Regions from separate parts of the Triticum aestivum genome. Here region 2 is linked to region 1. Evidence: chromatin contacts called from public Hi-C data. All regions are on one chromosome and are shown on one strand. Each heading gives the region's core, a stretch centred on a gene start, on an enhancer-like site or on the middle of the called end of the contact. The rest is flanking DNA. Distances are from core to core; before and after follow the strand shown. Region 1 holds the start of LOC123103716 (protein Brevis radix-like 1). Region 2 holds the start of LOC123103717 (phospholipid:diacylglycerol acyltransferase 1).

Region 1 (4,294 bases), core at 1,606-4,105:
CATTCACGTGCTTCACATATATCCTATGAGTAAATGGTTGAATGAATTGAATTTAATAAATCTGAAATTATATATGTTTCATATGCTTATCCCATGGGGAGTAATGACTTCACATATAAGAAGTAGAGGTGGTAAATTTATTGAAGGTTAGCAAACATTGTATTGGTCACTTAAACAATTCATGAAAGAATATTGAGGGAAGAGAGATTTCACATATAAATATACTATCTTGGACATCTTTTGTAATTGCTAGTACTCATTAAAATATGACATGTTAAAAGGTTGATGGTGGACAAGGAAGACAATGTAATGGATTGTGCTTTCTTATATCTGAAATAAAGTATATTGTCATGGATCATTCAACATGCTGAGCTTGCATTTCTCCCTCATGCTAGCCAATTCTTTGCACCAAGTAGAGATACTACTTGTGCTTCCAAACATCCCTTAAACCACGTAGCCACTGACTCGTTGATCTCCACATAGCCGGTTTCTTTCTCCACCGACCGGCCGCGGTTTCGCCAATGTTAACGGCGGATGGCACGGTGTCTGGCCTCGTCCATGGCAGCTACCATGCCCGTTCCGCCATGCTCCCTCGCGTGTCTTCTGGAGCAACTCGCCACCGCGATCTGGCTTGGAGTGGCGAGTTGCCGAATGATACGTCTCCAACATATCTATAATTTTTTATTGTTCCATGCTATTATATTATCTGTTTTGGATGTTTTATATGCATTAATATGCTATTTTATATTATTTTTGGAACTAACTTATTAACTCAGAGCCCAGTGCTAGTTTGTGTTTTTTCCTTATTTTTGAGTTTTACAGAAAGGATATATCAAACGGAGTCCAAATGAAATAAAACTTTATGATGATTTTTCTTGGACCAGAAGACACACGTAGGACTTGGAGAGGAAGTCAGAAGAGTCCCGAGGGCTCCACAAGCCCTCAGGGCGCGCCCTAGGGGGGTGCCCCTGGCTTGTGAGCCCCATGGGATTCTTCCAACCCTAATCTTTGGCCTATAAGTTCCCAAATATTCCCAAACGACCAGAAGCGTCCACCAAAATACTTTTCCGGCACCGTAAGCTTATGTACCCGTGAGATCCCATCTTGGGGCCTTTTCCGGCACACTGCCGGAGGGGGATTCGATCACGGAGGGCTTCTACATCAACTCTATTGCCCTTCCAATGAAGCGTGAGTAGTTTACCACAGACCTACGAGTCCATAGCTAGTAGCTAGATGACTTCTTCTCTCTCTTTGATGCTCAATACCATGTTCTTCTCGATGTTCTTGGAGATCTATCCGATGTAATCTTCTTTTACAGTGTGTTTGTCGAGATCTGATGGATTGTGGATTTATGGTCATTTTATCTATGAATATTATTTGAATCTTTTTTTAATTCTTATATGCATGATTTGATATCTTTGTATTTCTCTTCGAATTATCGGTTTGGTTTGGTCGACTAGATTGGTTTTTCTTGCAATGGGAGAGGTGCTTAGTTTTGGGTTCAATCTTGCGGTGTCCTCACCCAGCGACAAAGTAGGGATAGCGAGGCACGTATTTGTATTGTTGGCTTCAAGGGTAAAAAGATGGGGTTTTCATCATATTGCTTGAGTTTATACCTCTACATCATGTCATAAAAAAATGGTGCAAGAGGAGATGGGAGCGGAGGTGTGGTGCGTTTTTTGCTCGACGTCTGGCATAGTTTAAATAGCGGGCGGACGGGAGGAGCTTGCCCGACCTTGTGTTTAATGCCGACCCGCTCGTGAATGGATGTGTGATCGGAGTAGGGTTCTCGGCTTCCACACGAGTTTAATGGAGGCGTTTGAATGCGGCGAGGAGTCGTGTCCTTACCGAATGTGCAGCCGGCGGCGCCCTCGACCGGTGCGTCGCGTCAATGGCAGAGGCAGTGAGAGGTCGCATTCGTTTTGGGCCACTCACCAGCGGCATAAATGGGGGCAGCTGGCGTGGGCGGGAGCGCGTGCAGACGAGGGAGGAGGGGGTTTGGGTGGGCCAGAGTGGTCAGAAGCGGGCGTGGCCGCGTGGGTGCTGTCCAATGGCTGCAAAGTTTCACGTTTGTCTCTAGTTTGCGAGAAAAAGTATGTCCAGACTGTCCTGCGGATTGATACAGACCCGTGTTAAATGACTTCCATGGTTCGGATAGTTGAAAGGGGTTTGAACATGAGCGTTGGAGATGCCCTTAAATGACATGTTTTTTTTTTTTGAGGGAACATGTCTTTTCTTGACATTATTGGTTTTGAGGTTGCTTGCATGTCTTTTCGAAACGGTCGATTCTTGTAGTTTGCTTATCCGTAGAATCCACGGAGGCGTCTAGAGCGGCACAAGTACCCAAAGCATCGTGGGAACGGTGGCAATCAAACCATGATCCAAAACCAGGCGCCGAAGGTGGGAATGAGCCTATGAATATTTAAGCAAAAGAGATTCAGAAGATCGTTTGAGCTGGAGAGCACGCCTCTCGAGGCGAATCTGAGAGTCAGAATCTTAAGTTAAAATTAACACCGGGAGTCCATATGAAACCACTGCACATATGAAGGAAAAATTACACTCCTCACGACATTTTGAACGTTTCGCCTCACCCTTTTCACCCACCACCGACCCGAACCTCCGTCGAAACAACACGCTCGCGAACAAACAAAAAAGTTCTACTACTACTATTGCCGCTGATACTACTCACTCTCACTCTCTCTCCCTCTGCTGGCAATGGCAATGGCGAGTACTACTGCTCCTGCCAGTGGCCACACGGCCGCGGCCCCTCGGGGGCCCGCCACCCACCAGGGGCGTGTCAGGGAAGCTTTACATTACATTGATGGGTCCGTCGATCCAGTCGAGCCACAATGCGGCGTGGAGGCGGGCAGCCGCTCCATAAATTAAATCCCACTTGGCTCGTGCCGCAGTGCGGCCGCTGCCATTAAAACCGCGAGATATACTAATCCGGCCATTAATGCCCTTAACTCGAGCTCGAGATCGGAGGCGAGGAGGGGTGTGCGTGCGCGCGCGTGTACTCGGTCCGCCACGTCGTGGCCCGTGTCGCCGTCCGTGCGCTACGCTACGTGCCGCCCCGCCATTTAAGGCCGCGCGCCGCTCCCGGTCTCGCTTTCCGGGTCTGTCGCTGCCCGTCGGTCAGAGGGGGCGTGCGTGCTCGCCGGCGGCGGGATGCTCACGTGCATCGCCTGCTCCAGGCAGCTCGGCGGCGGCGGCGGGGTGCCGCCGCTGCACGAGCCGACGGAGGACGAGGACGCCGTCGATGCCGGCGCGGGCGTGGGCGGCGCTGCCACGCCTAGCGCCCGGCAGGCCATCAAGGCGCTCACGGCCCAGGTGGGCTCTCGGGACTGTGCTTGCATCTCTTGCCACTGGAGTCCTGCTTGAAATGTTGGATTTTTTGTTTCGTTTCTCTTGTTCTGTTCATCCGAAGGATTTTTTAAGTCGTCTGAATCTGTCTGGAAGGTTACGCCTTTTAGGTTTTGGAATCTTGTCTCGAGCGTAATCATCAGATCGGGTGGGACTGAATTGACGGGGGATTTTCTTGGGTTCAGATCAAGGACATGGCGCTCAAGGCGTCGGGCGCGTACCGGCACTGCAAGCCTTGCGCCGGCTCCTCCGCGGGGGGCTCGGGGCGGCACCACCCGTACCACCACCGCGGCGGCAGCGGCTTCCGGGGCTCCGACGCCTCCGACCGCTTCCACTACGCCTACCGGCGCGCCGCGGGCGGCGGCTCCAGCGGGGAGGCCACGCCATCCATGAGCGCGCGCACCGACTTCCCCGCCGGCGACGAGGAGGAAGAAGAGGAGGAGGACGGGATGTCATCTGGCGGCGGCGGCGGCAAGGAGGACAACGCCAAGGAGTGGGTGGCGCAGGTGGAGCCCGGCGTCCTCATCACCTTCGTCTCGCTGCCGCAAGGTGGCAATGACCTCAAACGCATCCGATTCAGGTGTGTGCTCTTACGCGATTGCGCCTGCATTATTTGCATTTCTCCAGTGCATTACTCTGATTGTTGGTTGGAAAATACCTTGTTGGCTTAGTTTACATTTTCAGAAAATGTGATCGAGATTTGAGACCCTCCTGCATTCAGAGTAGAAAAATGTTTTTGTTAAATTTGGTAAAAAAAATGCAGAAGGATGAAGCGCAATGTGTTGGAAAACTCTCAACGAATTGAAGTTCCAAGTAGTATCTTTCATCTTTTTTACTGCTCAGTGCTCAGAGTTACTACAATTTTCTTTGAGAAATGCCTAATGTGAATAGTTAAACATTTGAGACTAAGGCTTTCTTGGTTAACCTCTTG
Region 2 (4,133 bases), core at 825-3,324, 300 kb before region 1:
ATATATAGCACGATACACAAGCCCCTGAATGAGATTTCTAATTTCCCAAGGGAATGCAGGAAGCGAAATTGAACGAAGAAACGAAACACTAAAAGACTACATTAATTAGTTTTCTAGCACATAAGTTTTAGGATTCAAATTAGGCTTTTCTCTAAACAAGATATTTTACTGTAGAATCTGAAGTTTTGCAAACAAGTAGAGCACCAAGATTACCACCCCTGCCAAAATGTGACTGTAAATAAAGGCAGTTACTTCAATGCAAAGTGAGTCATCTACTTTTCCTACATAGGGATAGCTCAACAACACAAGGCTTAGAAGGAATAGCAGGTATGCTGTTCAGGGATCACGTTATTACTCTCACCAGAAAGTAGGCAACATCGACCTTTCCAGAAAAGCAGTATTTGAATAATAAATAATGAAACAGTCGGATATAAATATCTACTCCAAAAGGCATCCCATGACTACATCGAAAGCTTTGTTTAACGCAAATTATAATTTCTCCTAAAGGACCTGAACACACATAATCTAGATTTCTCTTGTACAAGAATTTCCCTATATCAACATCCCCTCATAGCCAGTGGGGGACACAATGTTGCCTAGTTTTACAACATGTGCACTCCATGCAGCTCTCAAAGTCACATCTTGCCCACTCAAATCCTGCTCCCATGCTAGTAACAAAAAACAGCATTCCAAGGCAGCTGAAAGTGATTGTCACACCCAACATTTCATAGAAATATCCCAAGTACTTACACAATTAAACAGTACAAAACTAGCTTAAGAAACACAAATAAAGTTCAAATTACCAAGAATTCTAATCCCTCCACCGTAACAAATCAACCATTGAGAAAGTAATAAAAAACATCCAAAATTGGAACCAACTTTCTATTGAGCACCTAAGTCCCAGTTCTTGACTGAGCACCTCGCCATTGAGGAATCATACACCCTAACCCAGACTTCAGAAGATCTGGAATGAACCTCTAGTCCTACAGCTCAGACACATTAATAAGATATATAAAAGAAATCTACGGAAAGGGCGTTAGAGAACACGAGGGATTGACAGCCTATGGAATCAGACTACTGTCCTGAAGTCCTAACTCTGCCAAAACAATTCCCAAAAGCTCGACAAACAACAAAGCAAGCCAAAAAGAATAACATGGGACTCATTCTATTAAAGGATCCTAGCGTCGATTGCTAAAGCAGCCCTAATAACGACCAAACAAAGTTAGAGACTTAACGGACACGCGACGGATGCGAATGCAACACCTAACAGGTAAGAAAGCGACCTCTTGTACACGTCGCCGAATGTGCCGCCCCAGAGGCGCTTCCGGAAGAGCCCCTCGGCGCAGTGATGGCCCTCCCAGAGCTCGAGGCCTCCCGTGACGATCCCCGGCACGAAGATGACGGGGTGCTTGGCGTGCAACCCCTCCTTCTGCAGCTTGACCCCGGGCGGGTCCGGGAGCGGGCCCGTGATGGCCTCCGTTACGTACTGCGGGAAGGAGGCCGGCATGGCGTTGTAGAGGAAGAGCAGCAGCCACCAGGAGGAGCAGACGCAGCCGACGAGCCAGCAGCAGCTGTCCACGCACGACCACTTGCCCCTGGCCCGCCGGCCGGCCTCCTTGGACGGCGGCGCGGAGGCGGAGGAGGACGGCTGCTCCTGCGCCGGCTTCTTCCCCTTGTCCTTGTCCTTGTCGTCGTGGTCGGAGCCATTGCTGTCGTCGCCCGGCGAGGGCGGCGGCGGCGACTGCTGCTGCCTCCGCCTCCGTAGGAGCGACATGGCGCGCGCGCGCGGGCGAATGGGATCGGCGGGCGGGGGCGGGGCTACCTGCGCGGGCGCACTCGCATCGCCGGCGGCGGCCGGGAGGGGGCCTGGCCCGCGAAACCCTAAGCCGGCGGCGGGGCCCAAGGAGGCGGAGGGGGCGAGGTCGGGAGGGGCGGGGCGGCCTCGCGGGGCTAGCGTTTGTGAGGTCGGGAGAGGGAGGAGGCTCGAGGCCGTAGGCGACCGTCGCGCCGCACCGGAGCGATCCCTGCGCCCGATGTACGTGCGCCGAGCTGGCCACGGGTGCCTGCCTACGTGGGCCCGGCGGCACGGGACGGGTCTGTGGTTCGTGAAGACGCGGTGCGGGTGGGGCGGAGTTCGCCTGCCTCTATTGATTGGAACCTGTGTGGGGCCCAGGGGTGGCCGTCAAGGACGGGGACGGTGAAGTGGGGCCGGCGTAGCTTGCAGAAATGATAATGGCGATCCAACCAGAGCAGAGCCTCGCCAAAACGTGATCTTTCTGGTTTTTTTTACGGTGAAACGTGATCTTTCGGTTGGCACGGTTTTTCTTTTTTCCATTTATTACATACATTCAAGGTGCAGAGCACGATCCATTCTCATGTAATAATGGACTTAAAAAACCCCGCAAAAAATGGACCTAAAATAATTTAAATTCCTGTGAATATATTCATTAACTATTTATGGAATCCAACGTATTATCTTATAGTATTATGAGACGGAGGGAGTACATCGCTTTTCGAGTATCTATTTTCAAATTTTGAGAAATATTACTAGTCACAAATTTTAATGTTTAGCCTTATCTTGTCTAGAACGACAGCTTTAACAAGACAAGAGGGATATCTAGATAGCATGAGGGAATGTTTTTACTCCAGATGTCACATATAAGTTTTCCTAAAGCTGGCAGCTTATCAATTGGCATGTCAACTCATCCACTGACTCGTGTTCTCCTTGTAAATATTTCTACTGCCCTTGAAACCCCCCATGCACCTCGCTTTGCTAGTGGTCCTAGCAACATCGTCCTTCTTCTTCCGTGATGGTCGTCCTTCTCCCTGTTGGCGCTAATCGAATGGTTGTATGATTCCATGTTCATTGGGTGGCATCTCATTGCCCTTGTCGTTCCCCTAGCATGCCTATTTTTTTGTCATGATGATCGTCCTTCTCTCTGTTGGCGGTAAATCGAATGGTTGTATGATTTCATGTTCATTAGGTGAGATCTCATTGCCCTTGTCGCTCCCCTAGCACGCCTACCCCAATGAACCTATCATTAGGGTGCAATTAGGTGGCAAGCAACCACGCCATGCACAATGCCGGCTTTCAAGTTGTGTTGTGGGTGGTGATTATGGTACATGACTGCGACTAAACTCCCGCCATGAGACGTTGTCGCATTTCGGCATGCATGCATCATTCGTTTGTTCTATATGGATAGTCAGTTTCAGCACGTATGTCGGTCATCCAACAACATCCATATGCATTTTGTTCCTGGGCGGCAATATCAAAGACAATGACTTCATATCCTGACATGTGCAGTCCCACTCGAACATCATGATCCAGCAGACCCACATCTACATAGTGGTGGGGAATGGGCACCAGATCAACACAAATGGCCTTCACATTGTGCTCATATCGTGTCAAACTTAACATTAGGAGTCATTACGTTGTAGATATACGAAGGGAATTTTTAAGATGGATGAAATTTGTATTGAAAGCGGACATTGGTGGCGATAGAAAAAATATATTATTCACAACTGAAGTGTTTTTATAAAAAACAAATCATTTGGCCTCAATTTCAGTCTTTGTGGAAATGCTCAATGCAAATTATGTTGGCAATTTCAATTTGTAACAATAGCAGCATCGAATAAAAATTATATAATGTATTATTGTCATAAAGCAAGTATTTAAAGTTGTCAGAACCAAATTATTGGTGTGTTGAAAATAAAATAGTTATTATGTTGGGTTTTTTTGGTGGAATAATTATTATGTTGGTTTCACTGTGGAAAATTCTCAAGTCGTGTTGGTTAAAGGAAAAGTTCTTTCTATGAAAGCGTGGCGTGTAATCAAATCGAGATTTATTTGATACACATGTTAGTCTGAAATAATCTATGATTTACATGATTTGTTGCCTAAATGTGTTAGAGTTAACGTTGGTGTGTTTTTTACGTACTTGCTTTCTGAGTATATGATACAAAGGTTTATGCTTTGCAATTGCCGACAAAGATATTACTGTATACTCTTCGGTGTTTTTTAAGAAAGAAGTGCATATTTCAACCCTGAACTCTTGCTCTAGTCTAATTTACAACCCTGAACTTTAATACCGTTTAAATTACAACCCCCAAGTCTCAAAATCGGCCAGGATTCA

Evidence for each region. A called contact is a pair of places that touch in the nucleus more often than the background predicts.
Region 2: a contact with region 1 is called in a Hi-C map of leaf, with 3 times the contacts expected there. The contact joins the promoter of LOC123103717 here to the promoter of LOC123103716 in region 1. A contact is called at or near these places in 3 of 5 Hi-C or Micro-C datasets (leaf and root) and 1 of 1 datasets of contacts at active chromatin or transcription factors (leaf).

What each region holds. Positions count from the first base shown.
Region 1 is chr5A:419,536,382-419,540,675 of IWGSC CS RefSeq v2.1, reverse strand. LOC123103716 (protein Brevis radix-like 1) reads left to right here and starts at 2,855. Exons shown (of 5, transcript XM_044525390.1): 1 at 2,855-3,330; 2 at 3,549-3,943. The coding sequence starts at 3,169.
Region 2 is chr5A:419,838,970-419,843,102 of IWGSC CS RefSeq v2.1, reverse strand. LOC123103717 (phospholipid:diacylglycerol acyltransferase 1) reads right to left here and starts at 2,074. Exons shown (of 6, transcript XM_044525391.1): 1 at 1,284-2,074. The coding sequence starts at 1,774.